Linked DNA regions of Mus musculus: region 1 is linked to region 2. A link is a contact called in public promoter capture Hi-C data. All regions are on one chromosome and are shown on one strand. Each heading gives the region's core, a stretch centred on a gene start, on an enhancer-like site or on the middle of the called end of the contact. The rest is flanking DNA. Distances are from core to core; before and after follow the strand shown. Region 1 overlaps Ccm2 (cerebral cavernous malformation 2). Region 2 overlaps Myo1g (myosin IG).

Region 1 (4,772 bases), core at 2,221-4,720, 78 kb before region 2:
TTGTCCAGAACCGTAGAACAGTATCTGGGGACATTGCTCAGACTCTGCAGTGCTTCGGTAGCTGCCCACAACAAAGTATTTGATTGAGAGCATCACTAGCACGTAGGCTAAGTGAGGTGAGCCAGAGGACATTTAGGTGGGAAGTCACCATTAGTCAATGAAAGCAAGAGGCAAAAACTGCATGGAAGATGTCAAGTGAGTCCTGAGGCTCCACGGCTCATCTTTGTGCCGCTGTGACTGCCATGTGCTGAGGAAACGCTATCTTTGTTTGAAGTACCAGGAGGGCGTGGTATACAGGTCGCCATGCCTGTAGCCATCACTATCAGTCAGTGTGAGAGTGGGGAGAGGCATTCCAAAGAGGAGACTGGTAAGCAAACGCTCTACTGACCATCTTGGGGATGGTGCTTGAGGACTGGCCAAGAGAGCCTATGGGCAAGGCTGGCAGAGGGGAGTGAGGTAGATGAACTGGGTATGGGAGGTACCCTCTGGAACCTGGGAGTGTGGGCAGCTGTGGTTATAGGTAGGGACATTTATTAGGTCATGGACAGGGCTTGGTCAGGGAGAAACTCTGGGAAGGGACAATGTGTGAAGTAGTGCTAGACAGAGCAGAAGGAAGGGCTGGCTAGAGCCAGGATTCTAAGGCTGGCGTCGGATCTTGGGTAGGGCTGGGCTAGAGGCAAGGCAGCCTCTAATCACAGGTAGGACCAGGATGTGCTGGGTCTCGGGCAAGGCTTGGACAGCTCTGGTACACAACAGGGAGGTCTCACCTTGCTCTCTGTGGCCATGATGACCAGGCAACATGCCTCTACTGGCCCCACTGCACTTTCTGACAAGGAACCTGCGCTGAGGCCTCTAGAACTTTCTGCACACAGACTCTGGCTGGGAGAGATGCCTGGGTCCTGGGCTGAGAAGTAAACACATCAGTTAGTGCAGTGCATGGAGGGCAGGCACGAGGGCAGCTGAGGTACCAGCAAGAACATTCACTCCCCAGGGCCTGTGAGATGTCTCAGTGCAAAAGCACTCGCCATGCAAGGCCGACAACCTGAGCGCCATCCCCAGGAACCCAATAATGGTGGAAGATGAGAAGCAGCTCCACCCAGCTGTCCTCTGACCTCTACATGCACACCACGGCACAGGTGTTCACGCCAGCACAGCATGGTGTGTGTGCGTGCGTGTGTATAAAATAAAAATAAATCTATAAAAAAAATTTGAAAAGCAAAAAAAAAAAAAATCTATAAATAAAATCCAACCCCTAGACCTTCCAAACAAAACTAGCTTGTGAGAGGTACAGGGCACCTAAGCACCCATCTTCATATCCCACTGTGCCAAACCATGCCAGCTGGCCTTCAACTGCTTAGAGCTAAGGCAGGAGCGTACACTACTCAAGTTAACAGACTACAAATAATTCCAGCAGGGGTCCACGCCTCAAGGGAGTTGGGGCCTAAGGCATTCTCTTCCTGCAGAAGAATAAACTAAAGTGAGGGACCTGAAAGCCTGTGACTGGCCTAGCTGTAGATAAGGACAAGGCCCAAGGCCACATCCTCACATTGTACACAAAAACGTATACACTGGAAACGCAAGGAGTTGTCCAGGGAGCGGCACTCTGAAACCAGCTTGGGAAGGGTGCTGGGACTATATGCTAAGCTTAGAGGTGGCCCTGTTGTCACCCTCCTCAGGAGTGTGCAGAAGGCAAAACTGGAGAAACATAAGGCTTTAGCCACAGCCCTGGGAACACAAGCAGAGACAGGCTTAGGCCAGATGGAGGTGGGAGTACAGACTATGGCTGTGAGCTACTAGTGAGATCCTGGGACAGCCGTGTCCTGACGACAGCCACTGACCGCAGAGCTTCTGAGTGTAAGCACCATGTAGCACAGGCAAATCACACCCGTGCTTCACTGCTTTCCAGCCAACAACGAGCTCAGTCAGCTTCATAGCAGTCACGTGCTCTCATAGCAACTATTAGACACAGGAGGCAAAGCAGAGACACTGTTAAAGCCAGCATGGCGGAGCATGCCTGCAATGCCAGAAGCAGAAGAGTCAGAGTGAGTTCAAGGCCTGCCTGGGCCTGCCAGTGAGCTTAAGACCAGCCTTCAGCAAACACTATCTCAAAAAAAAAAAAAAAAAAAAAAAAAAAAAGCCAAAATGGGCAGTGGTGGTACACACCTTTAATCCCAGCACTTGGGAGGCAGAGGCAGGTGGATTTCTGAGTTCGAGGCCAGCCTGGTCTACAAAGTGAATTCCAGGACAGCCAGAGAAACCCTGTCTCGAAAAACAAAAACCAAAACAAACAAAACAAACAAACAAACAAAAAATAGAAGGCTAGGGATGTAGTTCAGCTGGTATATGTATACCCCCCACCCCCACATACAGAGAGAGACTATGAATGTATTATTATAAGTCATTTCACTTGTTTTTATTTTTGTTAACATTTTAAATTAGCTTCTTGGCCCTCAGTGGGCAGCTGTGAAGTGTGGGTACCAGCCAGGTACCATCTGTGAGAGGATGTCACTTCTACCCTCTGGGCAGCAGGCCGAGACAGCCACACAGGCTCAGACCTGCCTGCCACCTGCCTCTCCTCCATCTCTGGCAGATAAGCAGGTTCCCTGCTTCAGCCTCTCTCCAGGTGAATGGACCTGAGCTGTCCACACTTGACTGCCTCAAACACTAGAACCCTCTGGACAGAAGAGATACACAGGTGCCTGCCTCATGCAAGGAGGTGCCCAGCGAGCGTTACCAATGCATCTGCCTGGCTCTGGGTGAGGAAACTACAAGCCAAAACCCAAACCAGCCCTTGTGCCCAGAAGCCCGGATCAGGGTGGATACACACACACTCCTGCCACAGCGAGGCCGCCCTGGGACAGAGATGCATTCTCTGCTGCTGAGAGGAGCAGACTCTCTGCACTGTGTCTCATGGTTTTGGAATGTTCCTTATATGGAGGGAAATTTCTATTTTCTCTTCCTTAACAATTTATTGTACTGATTCAAGCAGAGAAACATCCCTGCAGCATGAGAACTATAGGGAACGCTTCTCCATATCAGCTTAAAATACCCACAGGAACCTGATCAGGAGCCAGGCTCCTCCCTCTCTTCTCTGAGAGTCAAGAGCCAGAGGCTCACCTTGGTGATGCTGGACAGGGGTCTGAAGCAGGAAGGAACCAGTTCAAGACCACCTACCTTCACCCACTTGTGAGCGGAGACTCATGGACGCCTCTTAGGTATATTATAGTTGCTAACTGAGGTAGTTCATGTCAGATACTTTGTACTAGTTTGAGTCATGTTAAACTGACATTTTTACAGATTAAAATAGTGACAATTTCGTACTGCTTAACCTAATTCAATGCCTAGCATCAAACAGACAGACTCACTCAACCCTGAGAAAAAAAACAAAACACTCTGACTTGGATGCTAAGTAAGTGACAAAGACTTGGCCTCCAGGTGGTGCTACCAGGAAGTGAGAAAAAAATTAGGAAGTGCTTTGGTCACAGGGGCATGCTATCAAAAGAAACCATGGGGCCCAACCCTGTTCCTATTTTTGGGCTTTCTGGCTGTGAAGCAAGCAGCTATGCTCTGCCATACAATTCCTACCTGCACCGAGCCTAGAAGCAACGGTCTCTTGGTCTGGAACCTCATTAGCCAAGAGCCAAACAAGCCTTTTCCACTTTTAAAAAGCTCACTTGTGTAATTCCATTACTCAGAAAGCTGAGGCAGAACTGTTGTAAGTTCAAGGCTACCCTGGACCTCAGAGTGAATTCCAGGTCAGATAAGATTAGAGTGAGATCTTAACTAAAAATAAGCCTTTGTAAGTTAAATAATTCAAGAGGAGCTTGTTCAGATGAACTTGGTAATCAAACTATCTTCTGTGTGAGGGCAAGTATCTACCACATGCATCTACATATGTGTGTAGATGTGACTGGGCTGGGCAGGCAAGTGTGTTCCAGTCTATGGGAGTGTGATATATGCAACTGTGTGTATATAGTATGTGTGATATGGGACGTGTGAGTTGTATAAGAGAAAATATGGTATGTAAGTATGCTGGGCAGGGAATGAGCCATTCTACATAGACAAGGCAGAGCAGCTAAAATCACTTCACAACCCCAGCTGCCTGGAGCTGACCATAGCACTTGAACTAGCATCATAAGACACTCTTCCCATACCGTGAAAAAGCCTAGACCATCTGACCCTTGTGCCTTGTCACCAGCCCTCTGGAGCTGGCTTTGGGATCATCCTCACTCGGAGTGACCCAGCAAGCCTAGGCCAGTGTGCCTGTGCTGACACAGGTAGGGCAGGTTCTCCCCTCATTTCTCATTGCCGTAGATGTTAGGGTGGACACTAACATGAAGGAAGGCGGGCCCTGTGAGCACTGGGGGAGGAGCACCCGGGGGAGGAGCACAGCAAGTGGAAGGAGCACCCTGCTGTCTGAACAAGGAGGCAGCACGGGGCCGGGGGAACTGGCTTTGCTGTCCCAGCTTTGGGAACACTGGGGCTCAAATGTAGACTGGAGACTAGATGTGGCTGGGCAACCTTAACGCTAGTATCCAGGAGGCAGAGGCAGGGAGACCTCTGCGAGTTCTAAGACAGCCAGGGCTATGTAGAGACCCTGTCTCATTAAAAACAAACAAACAAAACAACAACAAAACAACAAAACAAATGTTGGTTGGGCTCAGAGGAAGTCCCTGTTACAGCTTTCGGTCACCACCCTTCTTTCTGGGGATCACCTATATCTAAGCAGTGGAGGCAACATCAATTATGGGGAGCAGGGACTGAGAAGTCAC
Region 2 (5,064 bases), core at 388-2,887:
ATTGAACTACAGCGCCGGTTCCAGGCTGCACGGCAGCCCCCACTCTATGGCCGTGACCTTGTGTGGCCCACACCTCCTGCTGTGCTGCAGCCCTTCCAGGACACTTGCCGTGTTCTCTTCAGCAGGTACCATCCTCAGCCCACCACTCGACTTCCCAGTCAGGCAGTGTCCTTTGCATACTTGAGCCTGACTGGGAGACACATCACTGAACTCTTCACCCTCAAGAAGCAGGAAGATAGAGCTGAGTGACATTCAGTGGCCACCCGTGTGCCGTGACTGTCCTGGCACTGTGCTGGGCCAGTGTCCTGGTCTTCACAAGGGAACTAGCTAGTCAAGACTGGGAAATGAGGACTCTGTGTTGGTATGGACCTTGACTTCTCAGTAGAAGTAGACAAAGCAAGTGTCAGACAGGTGCATGATGCCTCTGGGTTTGGAGGCTGTCTCCTAGCTACGGACACTGAGTACAAAGGACCAAGGCCAGAGAGGTAGGCAGGGATTGGGACCCAAAGGACAGTCAACATCAGATTAAGAAATGGCTCTTTGACCGGGCAGTGGTGGTGCACACCTTTAATCCCAGCACTTGGGAGGCAGAGGCAGGCAGATCTCTGAGTTCAAGGCCAGTCTGGTCTACAGAGTGAGTTCCAGGATAGCCAAGGCTACACAGAGAAACCCTGTCTTGAAAAAACAAAAACAAAAACAGAAACAAAACAAAACAACAACAAAAAAAGAAATGGCTCTTTGGGGGAAAGGACTGGAGGAGGGATGAACGAGACAGGCATCTTCTGATCCCTGTCCTCTTCAAGGTGGCGGGCACGGCAGTTAGTGAAGAACATCCCTCCTTCAGACATGATCCAGATCAAGGCCAAGGTGGCTGCTATGGGGGCCTTGCAAGGATTGCGGCAGGACTGGGGTTGCCAGCGGGCCTGGGCCCGAGACTACCTGTCCTCTGTGAGTAGTGCTCAGATCCAGGGGAATGGAGGGGCTGAGAACTGGCACTGCCATGGGTTTTACCAGCCATTCTGTCCATCCTGGGGTTGCCTGACCTGCTGAACCCTCTTCTTGGTCCTGTCCTAAGGGTTCATGCTTCAGGTTTGATCCCTGAGAGTCTTGTGTTCACAGGTATAGCTGCCCCTCATGTTCTCAATTACAGTGCCCCATCAGGCACAAGCACACACATATGTATGCATACACACAGACAGACAGACAAACACACCAATACTTATGCTGCCCCGGCTCCCTTCACTTCACCTGGCTGCTGTAAGTTTACCATCTCTCGTAGCTTGCCTTCGGTTGCTGTGATAAATACTGTAACCAAACACATCTCAGAGAGAAAAAGTTTCATTTCAGTTTACAGATTACAGAGCATCATACAGCAAAGCAAAAATAGGAACCCGGGGCAGGGTCTGAAGCAGAAATCATGGAGGAATGCTGCTTAGTGGCTCTCTCTCCCTGGCCTACTCAGCTATCATTTTAAGCACCCCAGGCCCTCCTGCCTAGGGATAACACCACCCACAGTGGACAGAGTCCTCCTATATCAGTTAAAAACCAAAAAAATGCTACATAGACCTGGCCACAGGCCAATCTGGTGGAGGCAGTTCCTTAAATGAAGTTCTCTCTTCCCTGGGTGTGTCAAGTTGACAACTGGTGCTAACTATGACACCATCCTGGATCTCTGTGTGGTTGAGTGAGACATGTAACCCGTTTTTGCCTTCCTAAAGCTTTCTCTAGAACTACACATATAGGCCAGGCCAGCCAGGCTAATATACAGGATAAGGAGATGGCTAGACTGTCAAAAGAGTGAAGTTCTGTGCCCTTTGTTTCATAGAAACCATGTGCTCAGCTGCTTATCTATGCACAGGGCCTTGACTGAGGTTTCCCAAGGTGAAGGACAGTTGTGGTGCTTTGGTGAGAGTTTCTGTCAGTCAAGCATGATCCCAGACCCTATCCCAAGCCCCCTTTTTCCATCATCTGCCCTCAGGACACTGACAACCCCACAGCTTCCCATCTGTTTGCTGAGCAACTAAAGGCACTTCGGGAGAAAGATGGCTTTGGCTCTGTGCTTTTCTCCAGCCATGTGCGCAAGGTTGGTACTTGGCCTGGAGGTCATGGGGAACAAAGACTGGAGGGACTCAGGAGAGACCTGAGACAGCCTCAGCCCAGGTTTGGTTACTTCTGATACTCCCGAAACCAGCATCCTTGGTCAGCCAGTGAGGAAAGAACAAAGGGAGGAACTGCTGGGCCAGGGAAAGGATGGGCGGTACCAGCCTGGACTCAGGCATCTCTTCTGCAGGTGAATCGCTTCCGCAAGAGCCGGGACCGGGCCCTTCTGCTCACAGATCGGTATCTGTACAAGCTGGAGCCTGGACGACAGTACCGGGTGATGCGGGCTGTGCCTCTGGAGGCGGTGAGCACTGTAGATATACTATAGCAACTGTAGCGTGTCTGTGAGGACCCTGGGAGCCTATACCTCTCCTCTCCATGGTTTGCTAGTGATTAATAACCCAGATCATCCTTAGCTGATGGCAGCACTCCTCTGAAAAACCTATAGTGGCTTTCTCTCTCAAGTACCTTGACAACCCCCCCACTCATACCTTCATGTTCCAGCCAAGCCAAATGGTCCCTCTCTCTGCCTTTGCTTTTTTTTAGGGGGTCCCTTGCCTGCGTAGATCTGAGCCCTCACCATAGTTTTCAGCCACCTTCTGTGGGACCCTGTCCCTTCCTTTGCCTGGCTCTATAGCTACTTGGTCCTTTGCTCCCAATATTTTTTTTTCCTAGAAGGGCAAGGAGAAGCCCTACTAGACAGGGATCAGGCTGTGTCATGCCTGAGTCTCCTACCTCTGGTGACTTCATTGCTGTGAGAGTCAAAGGACCAGTGGTGTCACCCTCTTGTGATAGAGTGGCTTCATTCTAGTGTGGCAATAAAAATGTTTCCAAAGTAAACTAAGCCAAACGTCATCTCCACAGTCATAGCAGCACACAACAAGAATGTAAACTTTTCTATTATGGCACACACTTCCACTGCATGATGTCATGTCAATCTTCCCCTCCGTCAGTGGGGCTCAGAGAGGAAAGCCAAGGACGGCAGGTGGGTGGCTGGACACTGGAGCGGACACTCCGCCAAGGGCAATGCTCCCCAGGTGGTGCTCAGGAAAGTCCTCCTGGAAGGAAGTGGTTGGCTTGATGTGACCCTGACTCCAAGCTGTCTTCTCAGGTGACAGGGCTGAGTGTGACCAGTGGAAGAGATCAGCTGGTGGTGTTACATGCCCAAGGCTATGATGATCTTGTAGTGTGTCTACACCGTTCCCAACCACCACTGGACAATCGAATTGGGGAGCTGGTGGGCATGCTGGCTGCACACTGCCAGGGGTGAGTCTGGGGTCATTCGGGGATGTAAGCAAACAGAGCTCTACCACTCTGACCCGCTGCCCTTCCTGTTGCAGAGAGGGACGAACTCTGGAGGTCCGTGTCTCTGACTGCATCCCACTGAGCCAGCGTGGTGCCCGGCGCCTCATTTCTGTGGAGCCCAGGCCAGAGCAGCCTGAGCCAGATTTCCAAAGCAGCCGTAGCACCTTTACCCTCCTCTGGCCAAGCCACTGAGCAAGGCCAAACCAGTTTAACCTGGTTTCCACGCTGTTCTAAATACCTGGTCTTGACTGCACTAAAGGCCAGGACTTGTCTACCCTTACATGGAACATTGCAAAATAAAGATGTTATATTTGTTTTCAGTGTGGCTGCCACTGCTTTGGCCAGTGTTACCCAGCATTCCCTGATAATGCACTGTGCGACCACATAAACTAAAGAAAGAGGCCTGAGGACCCAGTCCTGAAGTGAGTGACAGGACCTCCGATCTCAGGACCCCAACCCAGAGATAGGCTAGATGTAGAGTCCATGGTCTGAGTGAGGCATTCATTCTCCATGCTTCCCTGGACACCCAAGGCTGCCAAGTCCAGCTTGGCCATGTAAGGGACAGTATGACATGGTCTCCTGACCCTGAAACAGAGGCCTCTGTGAGTGTTGATGGTTGCTGTGGGGTAAGACTTGTTTGTAAAATAGTGTGCATGTTCCTTATTGGAGGGATGTCTGCTCTGCCAAGGTTAATGGCTTCATGATAATTCCAGACAGCACGAGTCTGGGAGGCAAGGTTGTCTATGTCTCAGCAAAATGGTAGTGTTGGGGTTCCAGAATTTCCACACAAACCATATGTACACTGATCTCAGTTAAGCAAGAATAGTCTATTGAATGCACGTCCTAGCATTGGTCAGACCAGGGACATAGCTCAGAATTATCTGAACTATGATAATAAATATCTTTTTCTGTCAACTTATAACGGAAAAAAGACCACAATGAGTTCATACACAGGTACAGGAAGTGCTGCCCAGTGGTCAGCTCTGACTCAAGATATTTTAGACATAACAGTTTATATTGACTTTTTTCCTTTAAAAATTTATTTATTGTGGTGCACACTACCTTTAATCCCAGCACTTGGGAGGCAGAGGCAGGCAGATTTCTGAGTTTGAGGCCAGCCTGGTCTACAAAGTGAGTTCCAGGACAGCCAGGGCTACACAGAGAAACCCTGCCTCAAAAAAAACCAAACATAATATATAATTAACAAACATAATATATATATATATATTATATTATTAACAAACATAATATATTATTATATTATATTATCAATTAACAAATATAATATATATATTATGGTTAGTTTGTTTGTTTTTTCCTTGTCTCACAATGTAGTCCTGACTTTCCTGGGACTCACAAACACTTATATTTTCTTTATTGTTGTGTGTGTGTGTAGGGTCAGGGCCCATATCCACGCACGCCACAACGTGTGCAGGAAGGGGAGTGGACTTTTGGAAGTCTGTTCCCTTCTTCCACTACACAGCTTGTTAGGAGGTCGTTTCCTGAGTTCAGCCATCTCAGGATTGAGCTCCATCTTGCTGGCAGAATTAAAACTGAGCTCCTGTTCCCAGCCCTGGAACGGAACTCCTGTCCTGCTTCTCGGATGTTTCAGTAAAGGGTGTAAAGAGAAGAGATGCTGCTATCCCCTTATCTAAACTA

Evidence for each region. Promoter capture Hi-C pulls out the DNA fragments that hold promoters and counts their contacts.
Region 1: a contact with region 2 is called in a promoter capture Hi-C map of hematopoietic stem and progenitor cells, with 2.1 times the contacts expected there. The contact joins two enhancer-like sites. A contact is called at or near these places in 7 of 39 promoter capture datasets (the C10 cell line, cranial neural crest, hematopoietic stem and progenitor cells and 3 more), 3 of 484 Hi-C or Micro-C datasets (ECoMG-derived neutrophils and embryonic stem cells), 1 of 115 datasets of contacts at active chromatin or transcription factors (embryonic stem cells) and 3 of 9 other capture datasets (adipose tissue, liver and pancreatic islet).

Annotation. Positions count from the first base shown.
Region 1 is chr11:6,585,564-6,590,335 of GRCm38.p6, reverse strand. Ccm2 (cerebral cavernous malformation 2) reads right to left here. Exons shown (of 10, transcript NM_146014.3): 5 at 768-904. Among named protein-coding and RNA genes, the nearest start is that of Nacad, 18 kb to the left of the region's middle. Within about 2 kb of position 3,470, at least 103 of the 459 cell types and tissues checked have an H3K27ac peak or open chromatin away from gene starts, as enhancers often do. A contact at or near this core is called in adipose tissue and hematopoietic stem and progenitor cells, where this site is marked.
Region 2 is chr11:6,505,209-6,510,272 of GRCm38.p6, reverse strand. Myo1g (myosin IG) reads left to right here. Exons shown (of 22, transcript NM_178440.4): 17 at 1-125; 18 at 804-948; 19 at 1,979-2,083; 20 at 2,291-2,404; 21 at 3,212-3,366; 22 at 3,441-3,725. The coding sequence ends at 3,597. Among named protein-coding and RNA genes, the nearest start is that of Myo1g, 13 kb to the left of the region's middle. Within about 2 kb of position 1,637, at least 23 of the 459 cell types and tissues checked have an H3K27ac peak or open chromatin away from gene starts, as enhancers often do. A contact at or near this core is called in adipose tissue and hematopoietic stem and progenitor cells, where this site is marked.